4 separate regions of the Sus scrofa genome follow, and all the other regions are linked to region 4. A link is a contact called in public Hi-C and HiChIP or PLAC-seq data. All regions are on one chromosome and are shown on one strand. Each heading gives the region's core, a stretch centred on a gene start, on an enhancer-like site or on the middle of the called end of the contact. The rest is flanking DNA. Distances are from core to core; before and after follow the strand shown.

Region 1 (7,260 bases), core at 4,641-7,140, 240 kb before region 4:
ACAGAAACAGACTCACAGGCTTTGCGAGACTTAGGGTCACCAGGGGAGGCAGGTGGGAGCGGGGAGGGATGGACTGGTGGTTTGGGATTGGCATGTGCACACTGAGGTCTATGGAATGACTGGCCAGTGGGGACCTGCTGCACAGCATAGAGAACTCTACCCAGTATTCTGTCATAATCTATGTGGGAAAAAAATCCGAAAGAGAATGGGTGTGTTTATATGTATGATTGAATCACTTTGCTGTACAGCAGAAATTATCACATTATTGTAAACCAACTATACGTCAAAAAAACTTTACAAAAATGGGGATCGTTATGATTGGATTAACTAGGTGGTAAGAAATGATCCAACTAATCCTTATGGGACATGAACCGGGTATAAATTATAAATAAACAAATTAGTTGATGGTAGAAGATCCCGACGGCCCAACAGAAAATAGTAACGGGAGTGAAACCAAGGTAGCTCTTTCATTCTTACGAGGGAAACAATATCATAACTAAAAAGATGTTTGAGGAAGAGAGCGTCTGGCAGTAATTTCTCTCTCCTCACAAGATGGAGATACTGGATCCAAACGAGAGAAGGGGCCTATGGTCCTCCTTTTACCGACCTTCTTTTGATATGACCAATTCCCTAGCATAAACTGAGATAGGAGTTCCCGTCTGGCTCAGTGGTAATGAACCCAACTAGCATCCATGAAGGTGTAGGTTCCATCCCTGGCCTCGCTCAGTGGGTTAAGGAATCGGCATTGCGTGAGCTGTGGTGTAGGCTGGCAGCTGCAGCTCCAATTCCACCCCTAGTCTGGGAGCTTTCATATGCCGACTGCGCAGCCCTAAAAAAACAAATAGATATGTATCGAGGAGAGAGACTACATGAACCAGCGCTTCGGGCTCCAGCCTTGAGTTTCTCTGTACCACTCTTTTTCCTCTCTGGTCTGACAGCCTAGACCTTTTTGTTGGTTTGCTTGAACGTCTTTTTGTCTCCACTTTGGAACGTTATCTGGGTCAAGTCACATCATCTCGCTGGGTCTCAGATTCTTCAACTATAACAAGAGAAGGGACAGTCTAGATTATCACGGAGAATGCCTTTTGGATGTAGGATTCTATGAAATTGCATAAGATGAATAAAATAAAACCCTGGGTCCTTTTTCCTAAGGATGAGAAAGCCGTCCTAGTCCTCTCCAGGAAAGAACTCGGGACCTAGAAGGCGAGAGGAGAGCTCTCTAAGTCATTGATCCAGTGCTGATTTTTAAATGTACATGCACCATGTTTTAACACCTCTGAAATAGAAATGTGTCATCTAACTGCTGCTATTTTGCAGTTATTACTGACAGCATTGCCCCCTTCTTAGCAGTTGATCAAATAGTGGTGTGTTGTACAACTGAATTTCTCTTTAACTCCCAAATCTGGTTAGGGTCAGAATATATATAGAATCAGATCTTTCAAACATCTTCTGCAACACTATTTTTTTTTCTTTTTTGTCTGTTGTCTTTTTAGGGCTGCATCCCCGGCATATGGAGATTCCCAGGTTAGAGGCTGAAGAGGAGCGGTAGCTGTCGGCCTACGCTACAGCCACGGCAATGCGGCATCTGAGCCGGGTCTGTGATCTATACCACAGCTCACGACAACGCCAGATCCTCAACCCACTGAGCAAGGCCAGGCATCGAACCTGCGTCCTCATGGATACTAGTCAGATTTGTTTCCACTGAGCCGCGACGGGAACTCCTAATGCAACACTATTTAGATGAATCAGGAACACAGGTGGATTGGGGAAGAAGTCTCCTAAATGTTTGTCAGTTGTTATCTCAGAAAATTCTCCTGGACTGTAGGAGAGTGTGCCCACATCTGCTACTCTAGGTAACTCTTTGATAACCCTGATTCCTCTAAATCAGCCTCAGGGTTCTGCTGGCAGATGCTGGTATTGTATTATTATTTCTGTACTATTATTAGATTTATCATCACCATTGAGAATCAAGGCTGATGCTGTTCAAACTGTAGATTGCACCTATTCGTAGAGTTCATGGTGAACATAATGGGTTATCATAGCATTTTAGCCACTAAAGCAGCAGAGACCCAGCCTCAGAGTGCATCGCAGACAGTGAGCGTATCCCTTCCTGAGACTGGACTCAGACGCCTTTACGTATTGACATGTACACATTCGCATAGGTGGGAACAGTTTCCCGGTTTAAAATATGTTTCCACTGTGGGCTTTGGTCGAAAAAGGTCTCAAAATGCTATTTCAGACACAGCCGTGGAGGTGGCCCTGGCTATTCGAAATCGCTGGAGCATGAGCAACCGAGCAGAGAGATGGTGAACTGGGCGAGTGTTTTCGCCTTCGCTAGCAGTCCGTGCATACCTGTACCAATCAGAGAAATAAAATGGTACTTTGGAAGGGCCTGAAACTAGCCACTCATAAAGAAATCTTTGATAAATCTATTCTTTTTTTTTCCAAGCATCTCTATTGCCATCCTTCTTCCAGAGGGTTTCTATCTGAAGGCTCCCTGTTTTATTTGATGGCACATTTACAGGTACTTATAACAATAAACTTCAATTGACCTCGGACAGTTGGTGACATTTATAAATCTTATACAAAAATTCCTAGGGCAGTTTTACCTTGAAATTTTGACTCTTTTGTTTAATATCTTTTAGGAAGTACATTCATTTAAGGAAGCATTAGTTGAAGAAGTGGTTATTGCTGTATACATTTCCCTCCAAATTACTCAGGACGATAAACAGCCAGCACCCCCTTGCAGGCAGATAGGTTCACTAGGCATTTCCTTTATTGCTGGAGTTTCTGCTTTCACCTGCATGTCAAGCATCCTTACTGTATGTCATGGTAGGGACTTCCTAAAAAGGAGGAAATGAAACCAGCAACTGAAATAATGAAAGTTGGAAAAGTACTGGTTTTTCTCCTATGTAGTTGAGTCAGGGTCTTAGCTTTTCAGATGGATCAAACTTCTTTTTTTTTTTTTTTTTTTTGGTCTTTTTAGGGCTCCACCCACGGCATAAGGAAGTTCTCGGGCTAGGGATCAAATTGGAGCTGTAGCTGCCGGCCTACACCACAGCCACAGCAACACCAGATCTGAGCCGCGTCTGCAACCTACACCACAGCTCACAGCAACGTCGGATCCTTAACCCACTGAGCAAGGCCAGGGATCGAACCGGCATCCTCACGGATAATAGTCTGGTTCATTACTACTGAGCTACAGTGGGAACTCGTAGACTCTTAAGCATACCTTAAACCTTTGGGAGAGGTGTAATACCTGACTTTTGTATTTTAAATTTATTATTGAGTTTCCAAATGGAAGCTTCTTCCCTTACAGAAATTCACACTAGACAGTTAAAACTAATATAATTCTAATAAATATAAGTCATATAATCTGATTTTAAATTCCTTGCTATTTTTTAAAATGTTACTTCAGAAGCAGAGATAAAAGCTGTGTTTTCTTTTTCAAGATATCTGCAAGGAAGATCAATGGCCAGCAGATTTCTCTGAAGCACATACATCCTATAACAGCAATTTTCTTGGTTTCGTTTGGATGCTGTGAAATAATATCTTTTATCACCAGTGAATATAAAAAGAATACACCTGGTTTAAGTATAAGAATTGAGTCACTGCTACTTCAAAAGAAGTCAGAGATTTTTGGAGAACGCAAGAGATTCAGCAAAAGGTGGCCTTTTAAAAATTGTTATTTTGAATGAGAAAGAGCAAGTTTAAAATAAGCAAAATGAGCAAGAGAGAAAGAACTTTTTGACATCTGAGTGAGCAAAACAACCTCAGATGTCTTTGCTTAGTGTGTTTTCACAGTTCAAGGTCAAATGTCCATCCAAATGAATTCTATTTCTTAGTCGTATTTGTAAACTGTGTTTTGCTAAAAAATGAATTTAATATTTTGAGTATTGTGGCTAAAACATACAAAATTAAATAGTAAGGAAGGTTATTACAATCATCTGATAAAGGGACAATTATTTTCAAAATGCCAAAATAAATAAGTGGAAAAATATAAGTACACCAGGACAACTAAATACGCACATTAAAGCACATCCATTCAACATATTACGCAGTAATCGAACTCTTCATAGAGAGTGTGCAGTAAGGCAAAAATACTTGTGATATACTAGATAGGCTACAAATTGTATGCACAAAATGACTAGAATTATGTGACTCCTCTGTCATATTATTCCTATGTAAAAGAAAACCAGCAGTTATTTAAACGGTGCTTTCCGAAAGATTTTAACAGTGGATGCCTTTGAGAGTATTTTTGAGATACTTGTTTTTCCCTTTTTTTAATTTTTGAAATTGTGTAATTGAGTTTTGAGAGTAATAAACATGTCTTGTTTGGCGGTGGGGAGAAGTACAATCTGCCGTCCTCTTCCACAAATACTATTTTCACTGTCAGGTTTGTGTTCCTGAGAGTTCTAACAATTGGCTGAGACGCCCTCCATTTATATTCAGAGGACTTTGTTAGTCCTGAGCTCACCTGGCGGTCTCTGTTAACAGCAGGAGACTATAAAATAAAACAAAAGCAACCATGAGCAGCTAAAGGGTATCACAGAGGTCACACACTAAAACTGACAGAGCGACGAATCCCGCACACACAAGTTCAGGTGTTCTGCTCCCGTCCCGATTCGCAGCTATCTCCTGGTGTCTTATCGATAACTTCTGTACACACACACACACAGACACACAGACACACACACACACACACACACACACACAGCGATTTGACTTGCAAGCCCTCAGTGGATTAGAGACCGGTCTCAAGAGGGAAGCAGGTGGAACAGCTTCTGACAGCTGGCAACAAAGCGAGCAACAGAAAGCCATAAGAAGAAAATTCAAGAGAAAAACCTTTAAATGTCCAGTTGACCCAGAGATTGAGCAGAGAGGCAAACATGTTAACGTCCTCCTGAGGGACCCAGTCATCACTGCATAATTGTAGGAGAAAATAATTTTAACCATCATTAGCACTGAGCAATAGAGGGAAGCAAAGATATCATCAGAATACACTCTTCAATAAAGAGAATGAACTGCATTATTTAATATGACTTCCACATAAAACAATTACGGTAAAAAATATCCTTGTGCTTCAAGAGATAAACTGTCGACTACATTGAATGACTCATCCCCAGATGCTTCAGGATAATTTATTTTTATCGTAATCATTTAACCTTTTGCTCACTTTTCTCATCACTTGAGAACACTTTCTTCTGGGTCAGTGTTAGCCGAGTATTAAGATAATTACGTTGACAGTTCTTCTGTAGACAAAATACCGTACAGACAAAAGGTAACTGCAGGTAAAGACAAGAATATGACTAAATTGTCCCATCCTTGCTTTCAATGGATGTGCATCCCAGTCCACTGTGGTCTTAAGACCAGCAACTCAGTGGATTATTCTTGTGTGGCTAGATCTTTGGTGCCTTGACCCAACTAGCTGCTTGCAAAGAGCAGATGGTAGTTAGACTCACTCTGGTTGCAAGACCTCAGCCTTTAAAAGATGAAGTCGGTGGATCTAGGATGTGGGAGATGATAACAACACTGACACAGTGCTGACCCAGAAGCCCCCAGTTCTCTATCGTCGCAGAAGAGAGGATATTCCTTAAAAGGAAGAACAAGCACACCCTTAAGTAAGCATCTAGTCGGGTGTAAAGGGCTTGGGCGACACTTGTCTGTTTGATCACATGCTCCTCTTCCTACTTTCATTCTCCAGTTCACGTGCTCAAGAGTTTCTACTGCGAAAGTTTCGCTTTTGCTCATATTAATCCCCTCTTTCCCCATTTCTCTCAAAATTTCCATTTCCCTAATAATCTAGTCTAAAGGTTGCTTGGCTTCGTCCCCGCCCTGCACAGCCCTTGGCTGCAGCCCAAGGCTGGTGGGTGGAAGGCTGTTAGTCAGAACAGTCTGGTCAGCGTGACTGGGCTGATCCTCAGAGGCAGAGGCAGAGACAGGCTCCAGCTGCAGGACCAGCGGAGAGGGTTCCCTCCCTCCTCCTCCCAGGATAAGGGGTCACGGACGTCTCTTTCCAGTCTCTGCCTTTGGCCCTCCCGTCACAGCCCACTTCGGCTTCCCTAGGCTTTCGGCCTTCCAGATGGAACACAGAAAGCCCAGGGGACCCACCATTAGCACCTGGAAGCTCTCTCCACAGAATTTACATCTTTAAAAAGAGTCTCAGCTAAATCAAAATCCTCTAGATCCTCTTCCATCCAGTGTCACGTCCCACTCAATTGCTCACTTTCCACTGAATTTCTGTCTCGTGATTTTCACTCTCATTTCTCTTGGAGCCAAAGTCAGCGACACTTAGCTAGTGTGGAGGACGCTGATGCGCTTCCATCAACTGCTTTTTGTTTTCAACTCAGCTCCCCTTGTTTGGATTTCTGTTTTCCATTCCCGTGTCCTCTTATCTCTAAGCGCTTGCTCTCTGACCTTGTTCTAATTCCTAATTCCGCCTCCTCCTCTCCTGGTTTCTCTCCATGCTCTTCTTGACTCTTTCCCGGTCACTTTCTCTGCCTGGTTCCCTCCCACTGTCATCCATTCCCCTTCTTCATCTTAATTCTTTCTCTTATTATTTTTGGCTCACTTCCTTTATCTTTTCTGTCCTCCATGTCCTATTTGTCTTTCTTCCCCTCTTCCAATAAACTGAACCCAGTGAGAAAAAAGGACATTTCCTGCCCGTGAAATTTTGCCATTCCACTTTAACAAAAATAAGCACTGCTAGTAGAATTGCTTCACATTAATGAAAAATAAATATTTGCAGAAAGATAAGAAGCAGGACACAAAGTACTTATTTGCTGTGGTGGAAGTTAAAATTTGAAATTGTGAACTCAAAAGGAGACATTTCTTTTAACGGAAGAACCAGAGTGGGCCAACTCCATGTTAATATGCCCAGGGCTCTTACCAATTCTGTGCCATTCAGTAATTTCGTCTAATGTTGGATAATTTATTACTTCTTTGTATAAGTTTTGTTTTTTAAAATCATTAAACAGCTTCCTCAGCTGAATGCATCCATTTTTAGAAAAAAAATTTAAACACAAAAGGATATACCATGAAAGTTATTTTCCCATCTACTTGAAGGCCAGGTCATTGTTCAGGACGCAACCACAGTTTAGGATACACAAGAACTCTCCGGAGTTCCCGTCGTGGCTCAGTGGTTAACGAATCCGACTAGGAACCATGAGGTTGCGGGTTCGGTCCCTACCCTTGCTCAGTGGGTTAAGGATCCGGCGTTGCCGTGAGCTGTGGTGTAGGTTGCAGACGCGGCTCGGATCC
Region 2 (7,785 bases), core at 2,767-5,266, 220 kb before region 4:
ATCTGCCTGGTCAGAAGGATGTCCTCTCAAACTTCACTACACCACACATTTGGTCAAGGAAAATATCTTTCCCAAACAGGAGAGGACTGTTTTTCAATCTCAGTTTTTGTTTTGTTTTGTTTTGTTTTTGTTAGGGCCGCACCTGCAGCATACGGAGGTTCCCAGGTTAGGGGTCGAATTGGAGCTACAGCTGCAACCTACACCACAGCTCATGGCAATGCCAGATCCTTAACCTGCTGAGTGAGGCCAAGGATCGAACCTGCATCCTCATGGGTGCTAGTCAGATTTGTTTCTGCCGACTCACACAGGAACTCTCAATTTCAGTTTTACAAGTTGCTAGAATATCCGTGCAAATTCTTGTACACAAAATTAAACAGCCATGAGATCCTGCTATATAGCACAGGGAACTATATCTAATCACTTGTGATGGAACATGATGGAGGATAATGTGAGAAAAAGAATGTATATATACATTGTAATTGTGTGACTGGGTCACTTTACGGCAGAAATTGACAGAACACTGTAAATCAACTGTAATAAAAATTTAAAAAAATTAAACAGCCCATAGGGGAAAATATTTGTTTAAAAATATGACAGGATTATTTATATTAATTATGTGAGTTTAACCTGAATAATAAACCTGGGCTACCTTCTCCTCTCTAAAGGCCGACCCAAGCTCAGCGACACATCCAAAAGAAACACGAATCTAACCCCATGACCTTGAAGAGTAATGCACATATGTTACTGAGATGTTTTGCTGTTGTTTGGAGGGCACAGGGCTTCCCTGCATAAACTGCAGGGAAATGTACCAAAGCCCCGTCAGTGAGGGCAGCGCCTCACCTCCCTCCTCAGCCTCTCCCCGAACTGTTAGCCTGTTCTGGGCTTTCCCCCCTTTTCTCTTTCCTGTCCAGTCTCCAAATTCTTGCTGTCTTCACAACGCTGCCCCCGCCCCCAATCAGGTATCTCCGTATTTTCCCATTTAAAAAATACATTTCCAGGCCTTTGCTTACATACATCAATTTAGCCTGTATTCTCCTAGCCACACCTCACTCCAATGAGCAGAGTTAAAAGCTCAACATTCTTTCGTCTGCGTAGAGAAACGGGACTGGAAAAGAGAGAAGGGGAAAAGTGGAGGGATTACGAGCACCGTTGATGGAATACAGCTTCCTTTGATCTCTGTCACACATATAGAAAGTCAGTACAAAGACTCTGGAAGAGAGTGGGTGCGTGTACATGTATAAATGAACCACTGCTGCACAGAAGAAACTATCACAACGTTGTAAATCAACCATACTTCCTTCAAACTTTAAAAAGTGGGGAAAAAATTGAAGTTCCAATAGAAAATGTATAAAATATATGAACATACACCATATGGAAGCTGAAATGTAAAAAACAAATGGATGTAGAAAAAAAATCAACTCTACTAGCAAATATTAGTAAATGAAAACATATCACGATTTAACCTAGCAAAGATTAAAAATTACAATAGCCAATGCTGATGGAGGTATAGTGAGATTGGCATTCTTTAATAATGCTAGTAGAAATACAGACTGAACAATCCTTTTGAAATGAAACTAGGCAGTATATATTGTGAAATTTTAAAAGTTTCTAACTTTTGCCATTTCTAGGAATAATTATGAAGAAATAATCAGAGACATATACACAGATCTACATATAAGTATGTTCATTGTTTATTTTAGCATGGACTATAGTGACAAAAGTTAAAAACAACCAGAATGTCCAAAACTGGCTTGTTGGTAAAAATAATTTAATTATAGGGATACACCCAAATGTTACTCATAAAATAAAGATTTCAAAAGTCTGTGAAATGACATGGTAAATGTTCATGCAACAATGCAAAGTTAAAGCTTACTGAGCAGTACATATTTGGCATAATCTCAGTTATATGATACAAATGTATGGATTAGTAGGAAGAAAATACACTAAAATGTTAACTGTGGTTATCTCCGGCTCTGGAAATTTTTGTTTCCTTCTGACCTTCCCCGAATTTTCCAAATTACCCATAATGAGGAAGAATGAGAGAGTATCACGTCCATAGAAGAACAGTTTTTTAAGAACCGAGAAAAGACATCCAACTTCTACAGTAAGTAATCAAATGCAATCCTTACCTGTTGTTAATTGATATTTCAAACTCATGGATGAAATGTAAAGACGAAATCCCGTATCCCTGGGACTTTGAGATTCGAGAATGATAATCAGGTCCCAAGTAACTTGAAAAAGTTGGAGAGAACTGGAGAGAGATGTGGGGAGAGAGGACTACAGCATATAATGTGAGTTGTGTAGTTTCAGGAAAACTTTCATTTTTTGCTCTAAATGATAAAGAAGGCCATGACTTATTAGAAGCCATTAAAGGTGAATCATTCACATTTTCCCATTTGACACAATAGTTTTTTTTTTTTTCTTTTCAGGACCACCCTCGGCATATGGAAGTTCCCAGGGTCGAACCAGAGCTGTAGCTGCCAGATCCCAGCCTTGTCTGTGACCTACACCACAGCTCAGGGCAACGCCGGATCTTTAACCCACTGAGCGATGCCGAGGATCAAACCTGCATCCTCAAGAATACTGGTTGGATTCATTTCCACTGTGCCACGACGGGGCCTCTAACAACAGGTTTTCTTAAAAAGCATTTTCTCAAGACCACCTCCACAATTTTATCAACAATCTGCCTTTGATATTTTTGGGTTTATTTTATCATTACCCTTTTATTTTATTTTTTTCTTGCATGACCTTGGACAAATCATTGTTGGTCACCTGATGCTAAGCAGAGGATGTGAGACTGACCAGATACAGCTGCTTTACACAAGCCTTCCGGACACATCAATGCCACCTTTCCTGGCACTTCGTCTTCAAGCTGAAAGCTCATGCTGGAGAACCGACTTGGTTAATCTTTTAAGACCAGAGCTTAACGAAATCATCCGCTCTTCCACCCCTGCCATCCATCCTGCAAACACATGGTCAGCAGTCACGTGGAGGAGTCAGGTAAGAAGATGAAAACAAGTAGCAATAAATCCATCTTCACTGTTAGAAAACGGTCTTAGAGGCAGCCTGTCCTTAGAAAGTCCTGCTGCCAGTATCTTTATGGATAATATACACATATTTCTTCTGGCCATTAAATACATCCCTATGGCTGGGATGGAAGAAAAAAAAAAAAAAGCCCCAACTTCTCAGGGGATCCTTGGGTTTTCCTATAGTATTCTGATTTTAGGGTGTTTCTTAGAGCTGAACACTCCTCCAGCAGCCAACATGCCTCTAGGGAACTCCCAGAGCCAAAGGTGAGTTAAGAATTCCTCTTGGGAAACAGTTTCTACTGTTATCGAATCTCAAGCCCACTCCATTCCAGGGCAGCCACGGTCCTCTTTGCTCAAACAGGGTGCTATCAGGACAACCACCACATAAGGCAACTCAAAGCATGCGGGTGACTATACTTTTCGGTATTCACTTTACACAAAACACTTTCGTTATAAAGTAGAATGCATTTCTTTACAAGGGCACGAAATGTGTATGGACGAATAAGAAATCCTTACTGAGAAACCCTGCTCGGGGAGCCCTCACACGGCTATCGGCCAAATTCAGAGCATCGTCAACATCCCCAGAAGCCCCCCATGCAGACTTGCTCAGCACAACCCTCTCCCGAGTTCATTTTTTTCACGCGCTCCCTCTTCAGCCCCTGCAGGGATCCTTGGCCAGGATTTTATCAGCACTGGAGAAGTGTTAGAGAAACTTTCCAAAAATAGTCCTTACTGTACGGCCCATGACACTTTTTTGGCATTTAACAAAAAAGGCTGCTACTATTTTTAAAAAATTTCTCTATTGATCATAGGAAACGACTGTTTCCAGGACATAAAAGGCACATATATATTCTGGAGAATAGATTGCTTTAGCAGTTCAAAAAATTTCAACTTGCTTTTTTATGATTATTTCTAAACGGATCTTTTAAGCAATTTGCATTTCCCCTTTCAATTCTATGTTTATGTCATTCAGCTGTTGGGTTCTCGGTATTTGTCCTATCAACTTCCGTGTGTGTGTGTGTGTGTGTGTGTGTGTGTGTGTGTGTGTGTGTGGGTGGGTGGGTGGGTGTGTGTGTGGGTGCGGGTGGGTGTGCGTGCCACATTTGTATGAAAACGAATGTTAACTCTGTCGCCATATATATAACAGATATTTTTCCCAACCTGCTGTTTAAGAAGGTACAGAATTCTTAATTTTGTTTGTGAGATCAATTATTTTAAACTTTGCCTTCATGACTTTTTCCAACAACTTTCAAACAATTTGAACAGACATTTCAAAACACACACAAAAGTAAAGGGAATATTTTAATGAGTCCAAGACACTCATTACCCAGCACAATAACTGTCAACATTCTGCCATTTTTGTTTCATCTATTACCTCCCATCTCCTCATTGTTCTTTTGCTGAAGTCTTTGAAAGTAAATCTCAGACATAATATCAAGTCGCAGGTAAGTGCTTCAGAATATACCTCTAACCGATAAGAGCTTTTCAAATAACCACCAACGATCCCATCACCATTTTTCATAATTCCTCAATATCTAATATCAAATCAGGCTCAGTTTTTTTTTTATTAAAAAAAGTCATTTCAGAATTGGATTTTTGAATCAGGACTTTATTATGTGTGTATGTGTGTGTTTAAACATTCAAATCTTAAATCACTCTGGAATTCACTTCGGTATGCAAGGGAATGTGCTGTAGGGCTCATGTGCTGTATTTGGCTGCTATGTCACTGAGGCTTCCCCTCCCTTTTAGATTCCATGCCATGTATTTGTTGAAGAAACTGGGTCATCTATCTTAAGGAAGACCTCACTTTCTTCATTGGGATGACTATATTCTTTTTCTTTACATTTTTAAATGATTTTTATTTTTTCCATTATAGTTGGTTTACTCTAATGTAAATTATAGTGTTCTGTCAATTTCTACTGCACGGCAAAGTGGCCCGGTCACACCTATATATGCTTTCTTTTTCTCAGATTATCCTCCGTCATGCTCCATCACGAGTGACTGGATAGAGTTCCCTGTGCTGTACAGCAGGATCTCATTGCTTATCCGCTCCAGATGCAGCAGTTTGCATCTATTAACCCAGGCTCCCACTCCCTCCCCCTGCCTCGGCAACCGAGAGTCTGTTCTCCAGGGGTGACTACAGTCTTACGATGTCGTTTACCACCTTCCTCTCTCCCCTGAGTTTTCTACACAGTGGTAGTGGGTCTATGGATGTGATAAACGTCAGGCAGAACTGGGGGCAGAATACCTCGCGGGTGATGCTGTGAGCCTCCTTTTGTATCCTGTCACGGGACACACAATGTCCGAGTCCTCTCCCTTTTTCAGTGACGTTAAAATTAACCTCTGGTTGCAGGGATTGTCAGCCTGATCTCTTATTTATTTATTTATTTTTTAATTTTTTTGGCTGCATCTGTGGCATATGTAAGTTCTTGGGCCAGGGACTGAATCCAAGCCGCAGCTGTAACCTACACCACAGCTGCAGCAATGCCGGATCCTTAACCCACAGCGGGAACTCCAATCTGATCTATTCTTGATAAAATTCCTAAGCAACATTTGAGCTGACATTTTAAATAATCACTGACAATTGTTTTCTAGATCCACTAGTACACTAGGCTTCCAATACTTTTAAGCTTAGAAAGTTTTAATCTTTTATATCCGATCATTAAATATTTTCTCAGGACTTTATTATGTGTGTGTGTGGGTCTAAACATTCAAATCTTAAATCACTCTGGAATTCACTTCGCTATGCCAGGGAAATGAGGATTTAAACTGATGTCTTCTACAAAGGATGTGTTCCAAGAAGGTCTTTAGGCAAGTAGTCAAGACGAGATGGCCTTTATTACACGTGTACCTGGCAATGGAATCTCGGACTGGCTACAGTGCTTTCCTAAGGGGTCCCCAAATATCCAATAATTTTTCCAACACTCTCAGTGTCCTGGTTTTGGAATATTGGTTAGAGAGAGATTTAATTATTGGCAGAGGCAAAAACAGTAGGACAAAGACTAAGAGAATAGCTGAGAAGGTTGGGGTGCTGTTACATCCTCTTACTGTAAGTAGCACTTCTACACCAGAATGGAAAACTTCGACTTTTGTGAATTCTCAGGGTTTTGTTCAATCACTAAGTTTCTGAACTTTGAAAATGTCAGTTTTTCACTTCCACAAATCATCATTTTGCCATTTAGGGAAATAACCTTGAAAAATCCGTACACATGACATAATGACTCAAATTTAGGCAGAAATAGTTGTACTTCCTTCACTTCTTTAAGAAAAAGAACATGGTAAAATCTCTTTCTAGATGCTTGCACCTCCTGTCGTCTTCTTGAATTGGCAGAAATGAAACATTGGCAGGGTAAAAATTTAGGTCATTTTCTTAAATGATGTTGGGACTTGATTTTAATCAGGAATTAAAAAGTTGTAAGGCTTTTCTCAGGGATTTTTCCTTGACTACAAAAATGTTCCATTCAAACTAATGCAAGGCTAATTGTGCCAAAAATTTAATCACTTTATCTCTTTGTTCAAGAACCATCCATACTGCCCAACGGCTTGCAGAGTCAAGTTCAAATTCAAGTTCCTAGTTTTAAGTTCTCTCTTTATAGATCCCCTACCAACTAGCCACCCTTTCTCTTATCACTCATTCTTCAGAGTAACTCTTCAATATTTTCCCTCTAGGTTATTCTCTGAGCCTGCTGTGCTAATTAGCATATGCTAGTTCTATCATTTCTATTTCCCAGTACAGATTCTAGCCTTTTACAAAGAAAAAAACAAAAAACAAAAGGCTACACATATCAAATTTAAACTTATCTACAAGCACTTTCCTCATGGTGGCCTTTGTGGATCTCTTTGCTCTTTAAATATGCCTCGTTAGACACAGTATGGTATATAGTCTAGCAGGTAATTTTCTCTTCTGCTGTTTACAGTGTATTTATTGGGGTTGTCTCACTAGATTGTAAGAGCAAAAGTAGTATGCTACATAGGACTATTTTTAGATCTTATTAAAATAAAATTCCTATGAGTTTTTAAAAGGATCATTTTGACAATGTGCTTATCAATTCCACAAGTGGCATGACCCTCAGAGCGTGGCAGTTTTTAAAAAGTGGGCCCAATTGTCATGTTTTCCATTCCTATCTGGACCCTCTCCAAATGACTTTGAAGCCCCTCCCATCGAGATACAGAGTCCATTTCTCCAGCCTTTGAAGGCTTCTGGCCTTGGCCTTGTTTTGGCTAAGAGTATTCTAATACAGCGAAAATGACGGCATCCCTGTCTTGAGCTTGGGACTCAGGGGGCCTCTCTTGGTTTCTTTTGCATGCTTGGGACCCCTCTTCGGACCTGTGGACAAGCGCAGGCCAGCCTGGTGGGGGATGAGAAACCATGTGCAGCAGAGACTAGCCATCCCAGCTGAGGTTTTCTAGATCACCATTCCTCAGCTGACCCAGCAGCTGACCAAGACGCATGAATAAGCCTGGTCACGTCCAAAAGACCCACTGAGCTGAGCCCAGCCTAAATTCAGCCACACAGAATTAGAAACCAAATTGTTCTTTTAATCTACTGTTTCAGACGGCTTCACACATGGCAAACATGAATGAAAACAAAGGGTGAAAATTTTTCGATGGCAGAATCTTGATCCTAAAAGACTTCAGCATTCTAGAGCAATAAGCCATACTACTGAGATGAAATATAACTGAGTTAAGTACAAAGCTCTAAATTCAAGTTCCAAAAAATCAACTATGCGAATATAGGATAGCAGAGATAGGACAG
Region 3 (7,033 bases), core at 2,646-5,145, 180 kb before region 4:
GATGCCTGCACCTTCTATTTTTGCCGTTTGGGCTGATGTGTGCACATGGATACCAGCTGCTCTTCCCACCGGGGCCACTGCAGCCTTCGGAATGTGGGCAGCTGGCTCCTTCACACGTGGCACCAGGTGAGCCTGAACACCGTCATGGACTTCATCCTCCATCACATTTATGGGCAGGGAGACACCTTCAATTGTCAGGGAAAGGAAGCTTCCTCTACAAAAGGGCAGACATGCAGCAGATGCAAAGCCCACCTCTGCGACACCAGGAACATATAACCCCCAAGAATAGTATTCAAGTAACACTCTCTTTCTGATCTTCGGTATTCTGAATGGGACAGTTCACTCTTCCCGAGTCTCTCCTCTATTAAATTTACCATCATAAACAAAATGACTTCTGAGTCATAAAAGCATACTTGATAGTTAAAGACAGATTGAAGTCGAATTAAGCTCTTGATGGAGAACAATCCATTTAGGCTCTGAATTTTAAAAAATATCCCTCCAAGAAATGCAGAGGAGGAGATACCACTGCTGGCTTGGAACCTGGTATTTTGGTGCTTCTTGTGCCAATCTAGTGTTTAGTTTCTCTGAGGCACCCTCCCTCTAATTCCTTATTCCAACATATGATTTGAATGGCTTTTCTTAAAGTCTTAGAGAAAGGTAAAAATGCAACTGAAATATGGCAACATAGCCATCAGAGTCTTCTTAATCTTCTACTTTTAACTCCAGGATTTACCCTTTATTTTAGTGTATGCATACAAACGGCAAAAAGAAAGAAAAAGCAAAGTCAACCCACCTTCATTTATCACTACATTTGGTCTATACCTGGATTCACTTTGACCTGGGATGATGAGAACAAAGGACTTTCTGTACCTAACCACCAAATCGCTGAGAGAGGAACAGAAAGCATGACAGAATTCACAGAGGAAGGAAGAGATGTTTTACCAATTTTTATCCAGGAGATTCCCTCTGCTCTTTGACTGAATCTGAACTCCAGTCTCTCTGAAATCTATTTGTTTTGGCTGAAATGTGGAATCTAGCTATGGTCGGTGTTAGTCTTAGCTAAGTAAGGGTTCAGCTTAATAGTAAACCTGTCGTGGATGGAAGGATTCACTTGCTTGGTTGCTTTGTAAAGGCACCATCCACACACTTGAAATGCAGCTCTGAATGGTGTCGAGTTAGTGAAAATCATGAGGCAGGAGCAGGTGTTTATCTGGGTCTGGAATCTAATGTCAGTCCGATGCACGTGCCCTGATGTGGAGGGTCTGAGAATCCCCACACACTCTGCCAGTGATTTCGATATGAAAATAGTCCACACTCAAAGCAGTTCAACCTGCAGCTATGCCCATTTGCTTCCGTCTCCTGAAGTATCTACAAATAAAAATGAAAATGATGGCTGACTTCACTTGGTGAGTCAGAAAGAGAAAGACAAATACTATATGATACCACTTACATCTGGAATCTAATATATGGCACAAATGAACCTATCTACAGAAAAGAAACAAACTCATGGACGTGGTTGCCAAGGGGGAGGAGGAGGGAGTGGGGTGGACTGGGAGTTTGGGGTTAGTAGATGCAAACTAATGCATTTGGAGTGGATAAGCAATGAGATGCTTCTGTAGAGCACAGGGAACTATATCTAATCACTTGCGATGAAACTTGATGGAAGATAATATGAGAAAAAGAATATATATATATTTATGTGTGTGTGTGTGTGTTTAACTGGGTCGCTTTACTGTATGGCAGAAATTGATAGAACATTGAAAATCAACTATAATAAATTTTTTAAAATAAAAATTACAAGAAGGAAGCTATAGCAATCAAGACAGTGTGATACTGGCAAAAGAGTAGGAAAAAAAGAATAGGGAGTCCAGAAACAGATCCACATAAATACACTCGGCTGGTCTCTGACCAAGGAGCAAAGGGCCAACACAATGGAGCAAAGAGAGTCTTTCCAGCAAATGGCGCTGCAACAACAGGACACCCACCTGGGGAAAAGAAAGTGACTCTAGGCACAGACCTAACACCCTTCAGAAAAATTAACTCAAATGGACCTAAATGTGAAATGCCAAACTACAACATTCCTAGAAGATAATATAGAAGAACACTTTGGATATGCTGATGACATTTAATTTTTGTTATTTTATTTTATTTTATTTTAATGGCTACACCCATGGCATACGGAATTCCTGGGCCAGGGACTGAATCTTAGCTGTGACAATGTGGGAATGTGGGACCCTTTAACCCACTGTGTGTGACAGGGGATCAAACCTGCACCTCCACAGCGACCCAAGCCACTGCAGTCAGATTCTGAACCCACTCTGCCACAGAGGGAACTCTGACGACTTTTTAGACATAGCACAAAAGGAACCATCAATGAGAGAAGTAATTGATAAGCTAGACTTCATTAAAATTAAAAACTTCTGTTCTGCAAAAGATCATGTCAAGGGAATGAGAAGTCAAGCCACAGACCAGGAGAATACATTTGCAAAGAACATATCTGACAAAGGATTCTAACCTAAGAAATACAAAGAATGCTTACAAATCAACAATAAGAAAACAACCAGTTTAAAAAATGGGCCAAACATCTTAACAGAAAAGTCACCAAAAAAGACATACAGTTGGCAAAAAGATGCTTCACATCATATGCCATTAGAGAAATGCAAAATAAAACAATGAAGAGGGAGTTCCCCTTGTGGGTCTGATCTCTGGCCTTGTTCCGTAGGCTAAGGATCCGGTGTTGCCGTGAGCTTCAGTGTAGGTTGCAGACATTGCTTGGATCAGTGTTGCTGTGGCTGTGGCATAGGTTGGCAGCTGTAGCTCCAATTCAACCCCTAACCTGGGCATTTCCATGTGCCACAGGTGTGGCCCTAAAAAATAAACAAATAATAATGAGATACCATTACACACTTATTAGAATGACCACAATGTCCAGAACACTGACAAATGCCAAATGCTGGTGAGGATGCGAAGCAGCAGGTATCCTCATTCATTGCTGGTGGAAATGGAAAATGGCACAACCCCTTTGGAAGACAGGCTGGCCGTTTCCTACGAAACTAAACACATCCTTACCATACAATCCAGCAATCATGCTTTTTGGTACCTACCCAAGGGGGCTGAACACTTATGCCCCCACAAACCTGGATGCGGATGTTAACAGCAGCTTTATGCATAACTGCCAAAACTTGGAAGTGACTAAGAGGTCTTTCAGTAGGTAAATGGATAAACTGTGCCACATCCAGACAACAGAATATCACGCAGTGCTAAAAGGAAAGGAGCTTTGAAGCCATGAAAGGACATGAAGGAAATTTAAATGCATCTTACTTACTAAGTGAAAGAAGCCAATCTGAAAAGGCTACAGGCTCTCCGATTCCAACTCGATGCTACTCTGGAAAAGGCAAAGCTACTGAGACAGTAAAAAGATCACTGGTTGCCAAGAAGTAAGGAAGGGGGTGAACAGGCAGACCACAGAGGATTTTCAGGGCGGTGAAAGCCCTCTGTGTGGTACCACATGTTGATGGATACACGATATCATGTTCTTATACACCAAGAATGAGCCCTTAGGTAAACTATGGACTTGGGCGATTATGACGTGTCAGCATAGGTTCATCAATTGCCTGCTTGTACAATCACTTTCTGCAAACATTTCTCATGGAGGAGCAGGGTGAATTTACGACAACTGGGCTTGTTTGAGACTATGCATAACTCCTCCCGCCAAGCCTGAGAATTAGAGGTCAGTGACCAAGCTGTTATGATGGAATTTCCTTCATAATAGGATAAAAAGCCAGAATCTGTTGTTTTTAGAAGATAGTGAGCTCTTGCTTTTCCTGCTTAATGGGGCCTTGGAGGTCAGGTCCAAGTAGACATCCCTGTGTTCGGAAAGATGGATTCTGCGGGAACAATGTCACATTCACAGGAGATGAAAAACTCCCTCTCCATGAAGGGAAAAGAGAATGAGCACTGACAGTGCTGGTTAGATAAACAAATTTTCACAACAGGCCTCAGAGACTTTGTGTGTGTGTGTGTGTGTGTGTGTGTGTGTGTGTCTCCACCCACGGCTTATCGGAGTTCCCAGGCCAGGGATTGAATCCAAGCTGCAGTTTTGACCTATGCTGCAACTGCAGCAATGCCAACGCCAGATCCTTTAACCCAAGGCACCAGGTTTGGGAAGGCACCCACACCTCCACAACAGGCTGAGCCACTGCAATCAGATTCTTAACCCATGTACCATAGTGGGAACCTCAAGAGAGAGCGCCTTGATCCAGTCACGTGAATGGGTCTGTGACTGCTTGCTGCCATCCCTGTGTGATTTTTTCCCCTTAATTTACTGAAAAAAAAACAAAAAACAAAAAAAAAACTTGGCTTCAAGTGTTGTTCTTACGTATGCAATATAGTTATGTAATTATAATTATTTAGTTCTAGGCCTGTATTTCAAACTTTTTTAAACCAAACAACCCCAAAGTCAATTCTTTGTCCCCCAAGAGCTTTTTCTGTTAAATATGAGTGATGCCCCACAGCACTGGTCACTGGCTATGACAGAGACGAGCACGCTTACTCAACTGGTACTCCTCTCCCCCCGGATATATGGACCGTCTTCCCCAGTCCCTTGAGATCGTGCTGGAGAAAGAAGCAAGCTTGGAGCAAACCTGAGCAGAGTCATAAATTGTGCTTGTTCCCCTTCTTCCTGCAGTGGCAGACCCTGAAGTGTCACGTTGAGGTGTTGGTGGCAAAGGCTGGTGGAGATATTGTGAGCCTGGGTGCCTGAGTGACTCTGTGGAGCAGAACCTCTGGCTACTCTGCACTGCCTGTGCTGTGTTGAGTTAAGCTAAATGGGGGGCTAATTTGTCGTCACAGCATCATGCAACCTATACTGATTAATATACTGGTAAACCCACTGAGATATATTTATGCCCAATAGGAGAGGAAAATCCTCTCATTAATACAGAAATGTATACATGCCTCATCAATGTTTCCAAGGAACATTCAGATAGTTGCTGCCTTGTGGATGTGATCTCTCTTCTTTCCTGTGCAAGTAACACAGATAAATGATGGAATTCATTAATTTATTCAGCAAGTTATTTTTGAGCAAGATACTTTCTGGATGCTGCGAATAGAACACTGAACAAAACAGAGGGCATTCCCCACTCTCATAGAGCTCAGACCCCATAGCTTTTAGGTTCTAGGGGAGAAATAAAGACATGTGAAACAGATAGTATTTGAGAAAGGTAATAGTTCTACTAGCAAAAATAAGCAGGGAAGGGATAAGGCACATCAAGGGTAAGGAAGAGTTGCCATATTCCCAGTATTTATGATGATGCCCAGAACCAAGTTACATCTTCAATGAATGAAAGCCAGCTCTTTGGCACGTAATACCTATATATATATATTTTTTTTTTTCCTTGTCTTTTTGTCTTTTCTAGGACTGCTCCCACGGCATATGGAGGTTCCCAGGCTAGGGGTCTAATTGGAGCTGTAGCCGGCCTACACCACAGCCACAGCAACACGGGATCTGAGCCGCGACTGAGATCTACACCATGGCTCACGGCAACACCAGATGCTTAACCGACTGAGCGAGGCCAGGGATTGAACCTGAAACCTCACGGTTCCTAGTCGGATTCGTTAACCACTGTGCCACGACGGGAACTCCCACCTATATTTTAATGAACCTTCAGCTTCCCTTCAGCTCATCTTGGCCAGCCCGGTACGTCTCTTTGTCTATGGCCTTGAGGACATATCCTATTTCTTCCATTGCCCAATGAAGTAGGAATGGCTGGTCCTAATCTGAAAAGAAGTAGATCGGCTTCCCTTAGAGATGCACCTTAAACTTCTCAGATCGCTCATTGCTTTTGTATTCCCAACTGGACTTCGTTGAAATTTGCCGAATATTGGTTTCATTTTCCCCTCACGAGCCCACTCTTGCCTCTCCGTACTTAGTGATGATATTTAAACTCCCGTGTTAACTCTCAATTCCTCCTCAAAGACTCATCTCATTCCCGGAATCAGAGATGTCACCTGAGGTCTGCTCCCCTACACTGTCTTTTGAGGGAAAGTTCCCACCCCAGCCTCAGTGTCTATGCCACTACATTGTATACAGCACAACCCCTTTGATTTCCCTCATCCTGCCGTCCAGGCTTTGGGTACCCAAGAAAACGATGAGCATTTGAGCTAAATAAGCTAAGCCTTTGGAGTTCCTGTCACGGCGCAGCGGAAATGAATCTGACTAGGGACCACGAGGTTGAGGGTTCGATCCTTGGCCTCGCTCAGTGGGTTAAGGATCCAGCGTTGCCACAAGCTTTGGCATAGGTTGCAGATGTGGCTCAAATCTGGTGTTGCTGTGGCTATGACACAGACTATCAGCTGCGGCTTTCATTTGACCCCTAGCCTGGGAATATCCATATGCTGCAGGTGCAAGTGTTTAAAAAAAAAAAAAAAAAGTTAAAGAACTTGCCCAGGTTCAGACAACAAATAAATGGTTACTTCAGAATATAGGTACCAATCTTCTGATTCCAAGTTCCGTGTTCCCAACTGCACTCACTTGATTTTCGCAACAAAAGACTTTAGCAAAGGCTAAGGAAAACTCGAGTTCAAATAAAGCAACAGAAACAATCTCCCCTCTTTCTTCAAGTTTCCCTTCCACCACTTGCAGGACTCACAGAAATTCTCCACATGATTCTAGGCTCTCATTTGCCACCTGAACAAGTAGTGGTAGGCTCTTTTTTATGAAGAATCTTGCTAATGGCAACAGCGCAGTCCCTCCCAGAGCGGTGATCCTGAAAAGAGGAGGTATGCCCCAAACCACACGAACATACTGACACACATTTACACGTATGTCAATACGAGTCAGAAACATAAGATAGCCATACCCTAAAAAGTTCACCCTGATTATATTCTGGGAGATGAGTGAGCTTCTTAAATCTTTTCTTATTGCCTTTTCCCTTTTCCAAACTGTATACAATGTACTACTTTGCAATTTTTAAAAAGTTAACGAATGACGGGAAGAGAGAAAATAGAGTCTCTGAAATTCCTTTTTCCCTTC
Region 4 (7,324 bases), core at 292-2,791:
AAATACTTTTTTTTTTTTCTTTTTTTTTTTTAATTCAAGGTATTTTGAAAACCTGTTTCCTAGAGAGGTCTGCCAAAAGACTAAGGGGATCCAGGGGCCCTAAAGGAGCCGTGCAGGCCCCCTGCTGCTCTGCTGCTCTCACCCAGCTCTGCTTTCTCTCTCGGAGCCCACGGCCCCACAGGGGAGCAACTTTCATCTCAGATACATCGAGTTTTACTCCACCCTTTTAATCAGAGAGATGAGTAAGGCTGGAATTCAGAAACACCTCTTCTATGCTGCTTATCAACGTTCTTAAAGGCTGAATTTAACATTCTTAAAGCCTGTCAGACAGCAATTGTATGTTATATATAAAACAGATAACCAACAAGGGCCAACGGCATAGCACAGGGAATTATACTCAGTATTTTGTAATAACCTATAAGGGAAAAGAATGCAAAATAAAAGAATACACACACACACACAACTAATACAACCTTATAAATTGACTATACTTCAATTAAATATATATATTTTAAAAAGAGAAAGTACTTGTATGTTGTTCAAAGAGATCTAAGTTCTGCAGGCTAAGTCAGAAAAACCTCGTGCCAAAGAGTAGACACGTGCCCTAAGTTGCCACATAATATGGCTTAAAATCTGAGATCTGTAGTCAAAATACAAAACTGTTTTCCGCAGGGACCCACACTCGCTGCATGGCACTAGACACGTCACTGACTTTTCTGGGCCTCAGTCTCCTCTACTGTAAAAGGGCAGCAAAAGGCCCACTTCATAGCCTGAAAAGGATTAAATGCAACCACATATGCATATCCCAGAGCTCAGACATGGGTGGACATTCAGTAAATATTGCTCTCACTTCCAGTTGGAGCTCCTTGAAAAATTAAGGCTGGAAGAAGAAGTGTATCTGTCAAACAACTTTTAACACAGCATTGTCTGCGAATAAATTAAGGTGGATATATCATATATCAGATACAGTGTTTATCACATAAAAGACATCACTGATGATAAAATATCACTAAAAAAGTGCTGCTACTCATCTGCTGCCATTGACTGTACCAAGCATCACAATTTTAGAAATCTTAAAATATTTGCCATTTTCATAAAATCAATGAAATGCACGAAGTGTCTAAGATTCCAGAAAAGCTTGGAGATCCAACAGAAGCAAGAACCAGGAAACAAAGAATCCCATATTTCGCTTCTGCAGCTTAATCTCTTTTATCTTGAGGGGAACAAAAATCGTAAAGTTCAGGCCAAACAAACAATTGCTCAACTGAGAATTCCTTCAAGTTCCAGTTTACCCAGTTTACAGCAGTAACGAGATAGGTAGAAACAGCCTCGGAGGGAAGAGGCCAGCGGAAGAATCTGGAAGGTGTTACCACCTTCTTTAAAAAAAAAAAAAAAATAGTTCATTTCCGTCTCAGTGTTTTGATGTTTGAGTTTCAACATTTAAAGCGTGTCGTTCTAAGCCTGTAGGCAGACTACAGGGTAGTGCTGAGGCTCGGCAGACACGCGGAGTATTCCTGACCACGGCGTTAGGTAACCTAGAGCGACCTTTAGTGGTGGCTCCCTGAAATTACAACCAGGCGTCCCAGAGGGGAGGACGAGGGCTCAGCCAGCATGACTAAGCAAAATTCTCCTAGGTCACAGCGGGAGTGATGCCTCCTCCAGGCTCTTGCCTGACCGAGGTTTTGAAGAGGTCTCTGGAGGTGGGGCTAGAAGTGGTGGTAGCTCTCATCACTGCCGTCTTAATACGTGTGGCATCTCCTGCATATCCTTTATTTCATTAACAGAATCGAGAAATGTGGAAAAGGCCCTAGGGATTATCTAATCCAGTTCTCTTATTTGTAGATTATAAAAGTGTGATTCAACTATTCTAGGCCAAAGTCAGACGGCTAGACAGGGGCAGATCCAGGCCTTGAACCAGGCCTCCTAACGCCAAGTGCATTGTTCTCTCAACGGAATTACTTTGCTGTTCATGAGTATTGGCTATGTGTATGTTTCCGCATTTATTGAGCACTTAATACGTGATGAAGTGCATTGAACGCATATTTACAGCTCTGTTAGAAAGTTTGAGATGAATTGGGGATTGGCATATAAAAAAACAGTCAGTGAAAACTACTAACACTTATATAGCTCTGACACCCTGTGAGGTAGGAACCGTCACTCGCATTTCACAGTTGAAGAAACGGAGGCACAGAAAGTCTCTGATAATCACTATCTCCCTCCAAACCCCTTAAAAGTTACATAGAAAAGAGAATGCACTCCTAACATAGCACACGGCTTAGCCACATGCGACAGTAACACGGGCTCAAGAATATAAACCACAGCTTTCGGACATGGTCGGACTTGGAAGACACCAGGGGAAGCATATGTAGAGAATGGGGCCCGTAAGAAAACGAGACCACCGCTTTCTACAGGAGACACCCATGGACATAGAGAACTGGAAAATTATGACAAAAATGACAGTATAAACAGAGACGTTACCAGGGGTGCAAATCCAGGTGAAAACAAGGAAAGGGAGCTGCAGAGGTTGGAGGGCAGATCAAGGGAGGCGGACTGGATACTCTGCCGCTTTCCCCTGTAAGGCTTCTACCCGAGACTCTAAGACACAGGCATTGACACTGTGACAAGATATAAAAGCAAACCCTGAGACGAAGACGTATAAAGGCAATTCACGAAAAGGAATGCTTGCAAATTTGTGTGTAAAAGGACAACAATGACGCACGAGCACTGAAAGAGGACGCTTTCCAGAGTGACCTTCTTATGCCATTTGCCAAAGACGTAAGAGGTCAACCAGAGCGTGCATGCTCCAGTTAAGGCCTTGCGTCTTTATTTAAAAGGCTGGCAAATAAATGCACATTTATACACTTTAAGTTGAAATAAAGTACTAGGCCGATGTACATATTGCTTCTTACTATTCTCCTCTTCGAGCTTTTACATTAACCAGCCAGCATCCCAGCTACATTGGTGGAGCATTAGTGGATGCTGTGGTGAGGCACCCAGACCCCCTCTTCAGAACTGAGGCGCCCCAGCCCACCCCCTGGTCGCAGCTGGTGGGAGTGTTGGCAGCTGGCGGCTCTCGGCTAAGTCATTCCCCAGGGACTGGGTAACACCTAGCCCAAGGTCGCCAACCCTTTTCCAATTGTGGTCAACATGGTGGTAAAAAGACTTGGCCGTCTCGACACGAGATGGAACCACTCTGACGTGACACCCAGCTCCAGACCCCGGACCACGTCACAGCCTCCCTGTCCCGCCTCCCCCCTCCCCAGGCGTCGGCCTCACACTGGTGATTCTCCCCGGCAACCTTCTCACACGCAGATCCCCACAGAGTGAGACACGGAGCGGAGCGTCCTTCCGGGGAGCGTGACACCAGACGGTCAAATAAGAGGCCTTTTCCTTTCTACTAGATATGTCACTATCACTATTTTGACTGAAGACATTTTTAAAAACAAAGGCCCTTGATTCTTTTACTTTTTTTTTTTTTTTTTTTTTTTTTTTTTTTTTTTTTGCAGCATATGGAAGTTCTCAGGCTAGGAGCAAATTGGATCTGCAGCTGTCAACCTCCACCACAGCTCATGGCAACGCCGGGTCCTTAACCCACGGCGTGGGGCCAGGGATCGAACCCACATGCTCACGGATCCTAGCGGGGTTCGTTACCGCTGCGCCACGACGGGAGCTCTGGGTGTTACTGTCTTTGCTTTAACCTCCCTTTGCAGACAGTTCAAAACGGACACACCATGGGCCTTGAACTTTCATGTTAATAATAAAATTTATCTTCAAGACAGTATCTGAATGTTACATACAAAGCGAGGTGGAACAAGAGCAACTGGAGGGAGAGGACATGCGCAATGAACAAGCGCGTGACTAAGACGGCAGTTTTTTCTTCCCTAGCGGATCCAAACGGACAGTCATCGCTGTAAAAACGAGAATTTAACGAAGCCGTGAAAAGCGCTGCGGGAGCTGAGCGGGAAGGCGGCGGGTTGGCCCCGAGCCCGGCCGGCGGGAGGGAAGTGGAGACGGAGGGGCGGCGGCCCAGCGCGGCCGCGACCATCTCCTGCTCCCCCGACTCCGCATCAGCCAGCCTCTCAACACGGCGTTTGGCAGGTGGAAAGGGAAGGGAAGTCCTTTCAGACAGACGTGCCGGCTAAGAGGAAAGGCGCAGGGGGGAAGGGGTGGCGGCAGCGTTTGCGGGGAAAGCGACCAGCCGGGCTTGACTAGAGCACCGGATGTGCCCAAAGCAGGAGTGACCTCCAGGCTGGAGGCGGGGACTTGTCTGGAAACATCTTCTTGTTCTGTTGCATCCTCTAAACCAGACACCCTCGCGTAACGACAGCTAATGGCAGCCTCATCGGGGGAGCCTTGACCAAGACCAAGATCATCACACTCTCGGGATGAGTCAGAAGCCAGGCTGGTGGCCGCCCTTGGGCTCCAGACCAGGTGGGCCGCACGAGGCCCTCCCCTCTACAGAGGCATTTGCTTTTCCACTGACCCGCTACAGGCGTCCCGGTCAAACTTCTTTGGAGTTCCCTGGCGGCACAGCAGGTGAAGGACCTGGCATTGTCACGGCCACGGCCTCGGGCTCAGTCCCTGGTCTGCACCCCAAGGGCAAGACCAAAACAAAGAAAAACTCCTCTTCCAGAGGTATTTTGAATATATGATTGCATTGTCATTAAAAAAAATAGATAAAGGAGTTCCTGTCGTGGCTCAGTGGAAACGAATCTGACTACTTTCCCGGGGACGCAGGTTTGATCCCTGGCCTCACTCAGTGTGTTAACAGTCCGGCTTGCTGTGAGCTGCAGTGTAGATCAAAGAGGTGGCTCAGATCCTGTGTGGCTGTGGCTGTGGGTGCAGGCTGGCGGCTATGGCTCCCATTCGACCCCTAGCCTGGGAACCTCCATATGCCACGGGTGCGGCCCTAAAAAAAAAAAAAAAAAAAAAAAAGACTAAATAAATAAATAAAATTTTTTAATTAATTAATTAAATTTAAAAAATAAAAAAACTATAGCCTCTCCAGAGGGAAAAAATGGTTTGAAATGATCATCAGCTAAATGCCTACAATTAGGTTCTTAGTGTATCCAGAAACTTTTTTTGCTATCAGGTGATTTTTTTTTTTCATAGAGAGTATTTTGATGCTTGACTGTATATTTCTAAGTTATTAAGGCTTATTTAAAGATTCCCATAATTTAATCACATGAAATCAATTCAATTTTCTGCAGATGCGTATTCCTTTCATTTGGTGTCCTCTCTTATTCCGCACTTACAGTTACTTTGGACTAAAATCACAGCCTGTTGGAAAACCACGTTCCAATTTCTATTTATGAAGCAATGGGGAGGGGAGCTGTACCCTCTTCCATTCTTGATAATTAGTGGTCTAATCCCAACAACCATTTTTTTAAATTTCCGATATTTTATTATTATTATTATCACTGCTTTTTAGGGAGGCATCGTGGCACATGAAAGTTCCCAGGCTAGGGGTCGAATTGGAGCTGCAGCTGCTGGCCTACGCCAGAGCCATAGACACGCCAGATCTGAGCGACCACTGCGACCCACACCACAGCTCACAGCCAGATACTTAACCCACTGAAGAAGGCCAGGGAAGGATCAAACCCGCATCCTCATGGGTTCTAGTCGGGTTCATTACCCACTGAGTCACAGCAGGAACTCCAGTTTCTGCTGGTTTTCAACAGTCACAGCCACATTTATTATATTAAACTGTCATGTTTGTAACTTTAGACTTTGATACAATTCACACTTTTAAAAGTACCTCCTGAAGCTTGGGCTTATCAGACACAACTTAGAATAGATTTACAAGGAGATCCTGCTGAATAGCATTGAGAACTTTCTCTAGATACTCATGTTGCAAGAGAACAAAGGGTGGGGGAAAAAATGTAATTGTGATGTATACATGTAAGGATAACCTGACCCCCTTGCTGTACAGTGGGAAAATTAAAAAAAAAATATTAAAAAAAAAAAAGAAAACTGAGGCTCATAGAAATTGAATAAATAAGCTGAAACACATCAAAAAAAATAGCACAGGAAACTATATGCAATCACTTGTGATAGGACATGATGGAAGATAATATGAGAAAAAGAATGTATATATAGGTATGACTGGGTCACTATACTGTACAGCAGAAATTGACAGAACATTGTAGATCAACTATACTTTAATAAAATTTTTTTAAAAAAGAAAAAAATAAAATAAAAGTACCTCCCGAAACAAATCTTTTCTATCATAAAGTACACTTCTTTTTTTTTTTTTTTTGTCTTTTTGCCATTTCTTGGGCCGCTCCCGCGGCATATGGAGGTTCCCAGGCTAGGGGTCCAATCGGAGCTGTAGCTGCCGGCCTACACCAGAGCCACAGCAATGCGGGATCCGAGCCGTGTCTGCAGCCTACACCACAGCTCACGGCAACGCCGGATCGTTAACCCACTGAGCAAGGGCAGGGACTGAACCCGCAACCTCATGGTTCCTAGTCGGATTCGTTAACCACTGCGCCACGACGGGAACTCCCACTTCTGAATATAAACATTGCTGGGACATTTCAGGCCAGTGCCTATTAGTTGGGTTCTAACACTGACACCACCTTTGCCTGTGTCGTAGCATCTTACATGCAATTATTTGGATATTTCATTTATTTTTCCGTCCCCCTTTTAAAAACTAAAATGAAACAAAAATAAATTCATTCATGTGCTAAAATAATGATAAGAAGTAATGACCTCATTAAAATGATGATACAAAAGAGAGACAAAGATAGGATATCCCCATAATTACCGTTTAGAATTATCCTAGAAGTGAATGCCATATGAAAAGACTTCAGAATAAATACTGAAACCAAACAAAGTGTCATTGTTTGCAGACCACATGGTAGTTTATTTTGAAAAATCAGGAGTTCCCGTCATGGCTCAGCAGAAACGAATCTGACTAGCATCCATGAGGACGCAGATTCGATCCCTGGCCTTGCTCTGTACGTTAAGGATCTGGTGTTGCCATGAGCTGTGGTGTGGGTCGCAGATGCGGCTCAGATCTGGCATTGCTGTGGCTGTGGTGGAGGCCAGCAGCTACAGCTCTGATTCGACCCCTAGCCTGGGAACCTCCATATGCTGCAGGTGCGGCTCTAAAAAGACAAAAGACAAAAGGCAAAAAAAGAAAAGAAAAGAAAGAAAGAAAGAAAACTTCAAGAGCTCTAAGAACTTATAAGAGAATTTAGCAAAATAGCTATAACTAAAAGTCAATGTAGAAAAATCAATAATTTCTTATACCCCAGAAATTACATGAACTAGATAAATTCCTAGAAATAAACCTAACCAGAAATGTGCCTAACCCATA

Evidence for each region. A called contact is a pair of places that touch in the nucleus more often than the background predicts. HiChIP or PLAC-seq counts read pairs in DNA pulled down with a chosen protein or histone mark.
Region 1: a contact with region 4 is called in an H3K27ac HiChIP or PLAC-seq map of alveolar macrophages. The contact joins two enhancer-like sites. A contact is called at or near these places in 2 of 47 Hi-C or Micro-C datasets (liver and skeletal muscle) and 1 of 2 datasets of contacts at active chromatin or transcription factors (alveolar macrophages).
Region 2: a contact with region 4 is called in an H3K27ac HiChIP or PLAC-seq map of alveolar macrophages. The contact joins two enhancer-like sites. A contact is called at or near these places in 1 of 47 Hi-C or Micro-C datasets (liver) and 1 of 2 datasets of contacts at active chromatin or transcription factors (alveolar macrophages).
Region 3: a contact with region 4 is called in a Hi-C map of liver, with 2.5 times the contacts expected there. The contact joins two enhancer-like sites. A contact is called at or near these places in 2 of 47 Hi-C or Micro-C datasets (epiblast stem cells and liver).

Annotation. Positions count from the first base shown.
Region 1 is chr8:136,479,906-136,487,165 of Sscrofa11.1, reverse strand. It overlaps a transcript of RASGEF1B not described here. Among named protein-coding and RNA genes, the nearest start is that of RASGEF1B, 73 kb to the left of the region's middle. Within about 2 kb of position 5,890, at least 49 of the 83 cell types and tissues checked have an H3K27ac peak or open chromatin away from gene starts, as enhancers often do. A contact at or near this core is called in alveolar macrophages and liver, where this site is marked.
Region 2 is chr8:136,458,467-136,466,251 of Sscrofa11.1, reverse strand. It overlaps a transcript of RASGEF1B not described here. Among named protein-coding and RNA genes, the nearest start is that of RASGEF1B, 94 kb to the left of the region's middle. Within about 2 kb of position 4,016, at least 3 of the 83 cell types and tissues checked have an H3K27ac peak or open chromatin away from gene starts, as enhancers often do. A contact at or near this core is called in alveolar macrophages, where this site is marked.
Region 3 is chr8:136,419,088-136,426,120 of Sscrofa11.1, reverse strand. It overlaps a transcript of RASGEF1B not described here. Among named protein-coding and RNA genes, the nearest start is that of RASGEF1B, 130 kb to the left of the region's middle. Within about 2 kb of position 3,895, at least 1 of the 83 cell types and tissues checked has an H3K27ac peak or open chromatin away from gene starts, as enhancers often do. A contact at or near this core is called in liver, where this site is marked.
Region 4 is chr8:136,233,643-136,240,966 of Sscrofa11.1, reverse strand. It overlaps a transcript of RASGEF1B not described here. Among named protein-coding and RNA genes, the nearest start is that of RASGEF1B, 320 kb to the left of the region's middle. Within about 2 kb of position 1,541, at least 12 of the 83 cell types and tissues checked have an H3K27ac peak or open chromatin away from gene starts, as enhancers often do. A contact at or near this core is called in alveolar macrophages and liver, where this site is marked.